Regions from separate parts of the Zea mays genome. Here region 1 is linked to region 2. Evidence: chromatin contacts called from public Hi-C data. All regions are on one chromosome and are shown on one strand. Each heading gives the region's core, a stretch centred on a gene start, on an enhancer-like site or on the middle of the called end of the contact. The rest is flanking DNA. Distances are from core to core; before and after follow the strand shown. Region 1 holds the start of LOC100277118. Region 2 holds the start of LOC103638033.

What was found. A called contact is a pair of places that touch in the nucleus more often than the background predicts.
Region 1: a Hi-C map of tassel shows a contact between it and region 2, with 4 times the contacts expected there. The contact joins the promoter of LOC100277118 here to the promoter of LOC103638033 in region 2. A contact is called at or near these places in 2 of 25 Hi-C or Micro-C datasets (ear and tassel).

The regions. Positions count from the first base shown.
Region 1 is chr9:18,887,346-18,891,442 of Zm-B73-REFERENCE-NAM-5.0, reverse strand. It overlaps LOC100277118, which reads left to right and starts at 2,729. Exons shown (of 3, transcript NM_001150777.2): 1 at 2,729-3,364; 2 at 3,978-4,097. The coding sequence starts at 2,852. It also overlaps the pseudogene LOC109942476.
Region 2 is chr9:18,754,684-18,758,613 of Zm-B73-REFERENCE-NAM-5.0, reverse strand. It overlaps LOC103638033, which reads left to right and starts at 1,915. Exons shown (of 3, transcript XM_008661041.2): 1 at 1,915-2,509; 2 at 2,654-2,990; 3 at 3,532-3,925. The coding sequence starts at 1,997. The coding sequence ends at 3,572.

The DNA of each region.
Region 1 (4,097 bases), core at 1,480-3,979, 130 kb before region 2:
CCCGTCGGGCCCCCGGCATGGCCCGTATAGATGGGCTGGGCTTGGGCCGGCACGGCCCAAAAAGCCCAATTTATTTAATTCCTTTAATTTAGTAAGATATCAACTTTATATTGTTGTTATATTTGAAGTCTGTGGTCAAATGATGCTAGAATTGTTTAATATGTTTAATTTTGTAAGTTATAAACTTTATATGATTGTAATATTTTAATTTTATATGGTCAAATATACGGGTCGGGCTTGGGCCGGCACGGCCCAACGAAGGCACGACATGGTTTAGGGCCGGGCTGGGCCACTGTTTTTACACTTCGGGCTGGCACGACACGGCCCAAAAAATTTATGGGCTTTCCTGGCCCGAACCCGTTTGGCACGAAGCACGATGAGCTTGAGCCGGGCTGGCCTGGCACGGCCCAATTCTCAGCACTAGTGTCGGTGATGGTTAAGCTGCTCTTCACGGATGGTGACAGACGTGACTCCCTCCGTCTCCACCTTGGCATAGGATAGTTTGTCGGTGCCTCATGGTCGCGACGCCCTTGTAGCTGCTCGCTCCATCGTGTTGACGACGTTGTGTTGTGCTCTACAAGTCTCCACCCTGCTCCCCCACCCCATCTCCACTACTCACAATCCCTAAGGGTTTGTTTGAGAGTCATAAAACCAGAGGGGATTGGAGGGGCTAGAATTACCTTCTTATTCAAAATTGAATAAGAAGGGGATTATAGCCCCTCCAATCCACTCCGGTTTCGTGGCTGCCAAACTAGCCCTAAAAGGTGGTTTTTGTCTTCCCCGCAAGTCCTATCGGTCTCCGTCGGCGGTTACCACGCGCTAGACTGGACTCTTATTAAACCCTAGCTTGGCTCAGCTAATCCCCGCGCCAAGATGCCATCAATGTTGGGTCCGGTGGCCATGGTATTGGAGAAAGCCACACGGTCCCTGGCCGCCAGGATCTCGCATTCTCGCTGGACCTCTAACTGACGAAGGATAACGCCAAGAGAAAAGACTCACCTGCTGAGCGTGATCATTGTCTGCATCGAACGTGTCATGGTACACCACGTAATCCAAGTCCGTCAAGGTGCAGAGTGCAGACGATGTCCAAGAGTAGCTTGGGTCGATCACGACAGCTCATGGCCACCCACCGAGTACCCTCTCTCCCGCTAATTCTGCACGGTGACTGACTGTCCGCCGTCACCGTGGGCGCCTCCGCCTAGTCAGCACAGCTCTCGGCCTCCTCGTCCTCGTTGAGAAGCTGGTGGAGTCTTCGTTCCATGTTGATGGCCACAACGTCTCCCTCCAAACCATCGTCGCACAGAGCACGGCCCCGCAGAGGACATGCCTGAGCCTGGACTCCACGCGCCTGACTCGTGTTGCGTCATCGATCGGCATGCCCTGTCTCCTCGTCGTGCACGCACACGAGCGTGGCGACCACCGTGCGTCCAAGCCCTGACGTCGACGATGTCACACAGAGGTCGTGCAGCGAAGACCTCAAAGAGGAGGCTCGGACGATCGGGGCCGACGAGCTCGAACAGGGTGAATAATGTCCCAGCCCCAGCCCTTGTCCCCATGGCGGTAAATGCGTCGGCCGAGAGCGAGGACTCCAGTCTCGTCAGCAGAGCGTCGGCTACCTTGAAGGTCGCGGCGTCGATAACGTAGAAGAGTCTCGGTATGAAGGTGGAGGACATTGAGATGGGGAGATCAGTCATGGCGTTTGTCTCTCACTGTCAGTAACCTCTTAATCGGGAGCTCAACTCACGCAATAGGGTCTAAAGGAGTCTGCATTTCTAAATAATAAGTGAGATCGCCATCTCGTTTAGGGATGGATTCGGACGGATACGCATGGAAACAAATCCGATATTTACCATATTTTAATTCGAATGCAAATAACATCGGATACGAATACAATCTATCCGAATTCGGATTCACATTCAGATACTTACTTGATTTGGAACTAGCATATTTTAATTAACGTGGTAGTTCGAATACTTAGTTGAATATCATATTTTTAAATAAATTATTTATACCTTGTATATTTATATTTTGGACTCTAAATTTAATCTTTTTTATATTAAGTATATTTGTATTTTGGACTCTAAGAACTTCAATAATCTAATGTATTCAAAATTAGACTTTTTAATATTAATTAAAAGTTACCATTGTATATCACTAGTAACGTAAGATTAACACAATCATTTATTTATGATATAATTTTTTTTAACATTTTAAATGGTGTACTTCAGTTTTTAGTACATTATTTAAAGTTTAAGATCCTTTGTAATTAGTAATAAAAATAAGTTTAAATTGATTTTATTGAATATTATTTAGTTTCAGATACGAATAGTATCGGATATTTTACGATTTTGTCGAATGTTGTTGAGTATGAATCTTAAACCGGATAAAGAAAAAATGAATTCGAATATATCTATTTAACATCTATATTAAAATCGAACACGAATACAGATATCTATATTAGCATTTTATCCGAATATGAATACGAATAATTTGGATCTCCGGACATCCGAATCCATCCCTAATCTCCTTCCTATTTTATCCAATTCCATTTCTAGATCTCTAGGGAATCCTACCCATTCGTTTGCTAATAGCAAAAATCTCGGCGCACGCTCGCGGGCGGTCCATGGCCCCGCACGGGCCCACCTGCCTTCTGGCGAGCGATGCAGGCATGCAGCAACCGACTTGGGCTTGAAATACCCCTGAGGCCCTGACCCCCGCCTCGCCACCCACTGCCACGCTAACCGTCGCAAAGAACAGCTGCTATGCTGTGCTGCTCTTCCCGCTCCGCCTCGAACCAGCGTCAATCCACTCGTCCACCGTCGCACCAGCACCACGACCACCCGCGGCCGCGATGAACAACTTCCCCGACGGGACGCACGTGTGGCTGCAGAGCCGCGCGCGGCGCGGGTACCTCCACGCCGACGAGGACGGGTCCGGCGTCTCCCTCAGCAACAGCCGCGCCACGCTGAACGCGGCGTGGCAGGTGCACCGGATCGTGCACGGGGGCGTCGACTACGTCCTTCTCCGGTCCGCCGCCTACGGCCGTTACCTCGCGCTCTCAGCGTCCTTGGCGGCGGACGGCCACCGCGGCCGCGAAGCCGCCCAGCGCGACTTCAACGAGCCGCAGCAGCTCAACGTCAGGTGGAGGGCCGTCTCGGCGGGGGACGGCAGTGGCTACGTCCTCCTGTACAACGTCTTGGTGAGCGAGGAACGCTTCCTCCGCGCCAACGGCAGGTACCGCCGCTGGAACTCCGGCGTCACCGTCGATGTCGTTGGCAACGGGGGCAGGAGCACGATGATGCATTGGACGGTCATGGAGATCCCCCTGAGACCAGCGCCGCCTGCCCTTCCAAATCCATCTACGGTTAGTTCACTGCCCCTTCTCTTTCCACTCCTCTCGTTGATTTGGACGGAACATTGTTCTTGTTCTTGGAACATGTCGATTCCAAGAACTGCTGAATCTTGGCTATTGCATTGCCCTGGGTGCAGTTCTTACGTTTGATTGGCAGAGTTCTGCATTTGTTCTTGAATTCTTGCTCATCTGCATTAGGTTGGCTTTAGGGACAAGACAATTTATCCAAGATACCTGTGTTTTATGTAATTTTGTCTGTCATTCGTTAACTTGCAAAGGATCAAGTTAAGTTAGCTATTGGTTTCTGTGTACGCTTTGTTCTCGTTACAATGTCTATTGCTGTGGCAATAGGATCTGGGAGTCCTTACATTTGGCCTGTTCCATACTCCCACTGGTGCACTGTAGTCCTTACATTTGGCCTGGCTAAATTCTGCCTTGGTTCTAGAATTCTTGCTCCTCTGCGTAAGGTTTATTCTCTATACTAGATTATGATCTTACGAAGATCTGCAAAGGATTGTTGATTTGTTGAGCTGTTGCTAAGTGAGATGTTGCTTTCTGTATGCGTTTTGTTGTCGTTACAATGTGCATTCAGCTACGGAGATACCTGTGTTTTCTGTTGCAATAGGATCTGGGAGTCCCCACTGGCCTGTTACAGCGGCGGCGCACTGGGCGCGTGACGGACCGGCAGCGAACGATCCGGTACATGCGGGCGAACGATGAGGGGAACTTCCTCGGCGCGGAGACA
Region 2 (3,930 bases), core at 666-3,165:
AGGCTCCCAAAATGGAGCAGCGTCCCGGGTTGGAGAGGTTGCTGGAGACTACCCATCTCGAGCTTGACGGGAAGCTGTTCGTCAACATGCAGCAGGCCCCTACCTGGCGCGCCAACTGTCGGCGTTTCGACCCCGGGGGGTCCCTGGACCGACGAGTAAATTGTCGCTGCGTGTCCCAGCCCAGATGGGTCGGCGCGAGACGGAACACAAGGGGGAGCAAAAGAGGGAACCGCGGCTCGTGTTGTCCTGCGCCCAGGGCGGATGCGCTTGCAGTAGGGGGTTACAAGCGTTCGCGAGGGAGAGAGAGAGCGAGGGCCTGTGCGTCAGCCCGTTCTCCCGCGCGGCCACATTCTCGTACGAGGGCCCTGGACCTTCCTTTTATAGATGTAAGGAGATGGTCCAGGTGTACAACGGGGAGCGTAGCAATGTGCTAACGTGTCTAGCGGAGAGGAGCCAGAGCCTTATGTACATGCCGACGTGGCTGTTGGAGAGGTGTTGGTGCCCTGTTCATGTGATGTCGTGGCCGTCGGAGGAGCGCTTGAGCCCTGTAGGAGCACAGCTGTCGGGTCCTTGCTGACGTCTTCTCGCTTCCGTAGGGGGCTGAGAACCGCTGTCGTCATGGAGCACGTGGGGTGCCATCATTACTTATTTACCGGGGCGAGCCAGATGGGACGCCGGTCTTGTTCCCCGTAGCCTGAGCTAGCTAGGGGTAGGGTAATGATGTACCCCCTGTGGCGTGGTCGGTCCGAGCCCGAGGTCGGGCGAGGCGGTGACTCCTCCGAGGTCGAGGCTGAGTCCGAGCCCTGGGGTCGGGCGAGGCGGAGTCCGTCGTCCGAGGTCGAGATTGAGTCCGAGCCCTGGGGTCGGGCGAGGCGGAGTCCGTCGTCCGAGGTCGAGGTTGAGTCCGAGCCCTTGGGTCGGGCGAGGCGGAGTCCGTCGTCCGAGGTCGAGGTTGAGTCCGAGCCCTTGGGTCGGGCGAGGCGGAGTTTCCTATGGCGCCTGAGGCTGGACTTGGCTGCTGTCAGCCTCACCCTGGCGGGTGGCACAGCAGTCGGAGCAGGACAGGCGGCGCTGTTTTCCTGTCAGGTCAGTCAGTGGAGGGGCGAAGTGACTGCGGTCACTTCGGCCTTGTCGACTGAGGAACGTGCGTCAGGATAAGGTGTCAGACGATCCTTGCATTGAATGCTCATGCGATACGGTCGGTTGGCGAGGCGATCTGGCCAAGGTTGCTTCTCCGCGAAGCCTGCCCGAGCTGGGCCTCGAGGAGACCCTCGGGCGAGACGTGAATCCACATGGGTCTGCTGTTCTTGCCCGAGGCTGGGCTCGGGCGAGGCGAGATCGTGTCCCTTGAGTGGGCGGAGCTTTGACCTGTATTGCGCCCATCAGGCATTTGCAGCTTTGTGCTGATGGTGGTTACCAGCCGAGTTTAGGAGTCTTGGGGGTACCCCTAATTATGGTCCCCGACAGAGCTAATAGTTAGTTAGCTAAAAATATGCTAGTAGAATTAGGCCCTGTTTCAATCTCACAGGATAAATTTTAGCTTCCTACTAAACTTTAGCCATATAAATTGAAGTGCTAAAGTTTAGCTCTTTGGGGTGTTTGGACTACTCTAATAAAGTTTAACATATTGGAATAAAAAGACACATATGCCCCTAATGCGGAGAGAGAGGGAATGAGGTTGGAGGGTATGGGTGGAAAATGGGGTTTCCTGGCTCATGTTTAGCTACTTTTAGCACCACTTGAGCAGTTTATAAGATAATATGTGCTAAATTTTATCACACCACCATGTACTTACACACTGGAGCCAGTACTTTAGCTATTAAAGTTTAGTCGGTTTCTGTTGGGACGACGGCCCCACCGCGTCGCGCGCTCAATAACTGTCGCAACGAATAGCCGCTTTGCTCTCCCTTCCCGTTCTCCGTTCCCTAGGCAACGAACAGCTCGTCCCCCGCGCATCCGCAACTCGGCAACTGCACCACCACCGGCGGCGGCTGCGATGGACCAAATCTTCGACGAGAATCACGTGCGGCTGCGGAGCCGCGTGCGCGGGACGTACCTCTACGCCGACGAGGACGGGGTCGGCGTCTCTCTGAGCCGTCGCCGCGCCTCCCTGAACGCGGCGTGGCAGGTGCACCTGGTCCAGAACTTCGTCCTCTTCCGCAGCGCCGCCTACGGACGCTACCTCGCGGTCTCGCGGGAAATGGCGCCTCCAGGCCACCGCGGCCTCCGCGTTGTCCAGCGCGACTACGACGAGCTGGTACTGTACGCCGTCGCGTGGAGGCCCATTGGGGCGCCGCTCACCGTAGACGACGAAGCCGAAGCCGACGTCGTCCTGCGCTACGGGTCCACCCGCTACCTCCGCGCCAACGGCAGGCACCGCCGCTGGCACACCGGGGTCACCGTCGATGACAACGGCGGTGTAAGGACCACGATGATGTTTTGGATGGTCGAGGAAATCCCCCCGAGGATCGAGCCACCTGTCCTTCCACTTCCACCACCCCCAACTATGGTGAGTTCAACGTCGGTCCAATTCGATTCATCGCCTTGGTTTGGACGGAGCACGGTTCTTTGAAACCTATCCATCGATCCCGTTCTTGCCCATGTCTGCAGTCTGCACTAACTGCCGTTCGTTCTTGGCACATTTCGTGGCAAGACTACTACACCGGGTCTCATGAGCCTGCTGCTCCGGCGCGCTGAACCCACGTCAGAGCCACTGAGGACGATCCGATACGTGCGGGCAAACAATGTGGGGAACTTCAACCCGCTCGGCTGGGCCACGTTCCAGTTCTACGGCAGGTCTGTGTACTTGCTCCTGTGCAGGCTGGCGTACCAGCTAGGCGAAACCATCTCCGTCGGCGGCGAACGGGGCGTCATAGGCATCGCGCTGTGCGTGCAGGCCGGCAACTGCGCTCGGCTGACTCCTCTGGTCACCGACCTGCCTTGGTGCGACGACCCCATGAACATCGTTGTCCTTGCCACCGATTCCTATGGTGAGAGCTGCTTCTCAGTTGCCAGTTGATTCAGTGCGTCTGTTCTAAATTTCTGATAAATGATGTTGAGTCGATCATGGCTATCCTGATGGGATTGGAAATGTCAAGTATTCTCATAACAGCCCCCTGTAGGTTTTAGTTTTCTGTGAGTCGCTAAGTCATACCGATGACAATAGACACTGAATCTGCATTCCGACTAAAACAGCTCATATGTTCAGTTCAGACTACCTCTATAGTTTCGAAGTTGCTGTTCTAAGAGATGTGTAAAATAGTTGCTGCATGCATGTACAATCCACTTCTTTTGCCAATGAGTGGACTAAGCAGTTGAGACTATAGAGGTTGAGAAGATTGAATTTGTTTCACTTGTCAGAAAAAATACAGTTGACACTGCTACTGATTTCTCCTATCTATTTTTCATTTTTGGTTGTCATAGTATTTACAAAATTTTGTCAGATCATGGAACTGCTGCAAATAGTTGCATCACCCATAACATGCCTCCTAACCCACTCGTGTTTTTCACTTGCACCTTTGTGAATTTCAGCTGCGACGCAACTGCGGCACCCCAATGTTGACGAACCCTAGAGGTGTACGAGAGCTTGACGAAGTGACAACAGCTTCGCGACTGATCTCTTCAAAAAAAAAACAAAACGTGCTTCCGATGCAACGGCTTTAGAAGTAGATTTTTTCCCGCTCGTGTAGTTTCAGAAACCTCAGACATTCTCCTGCTTTCTGGTAGTTTAGTTGGAGGCGTTCTTCAGAAGGGAAGCAGTATGGCTTGACATCAGTTTCAGACTGCTGGAAAAGAATTTTTTCCCACATATAATGCTTGGAAGATTTTTCCTTGTGTAGTTACAATCTCCGTCTTTGTCTGGTCATCACGAGAATGTTGCTGGCATGCTCTGTAATTGCTCCGGAATCCTAACACACCAGATATTACAGA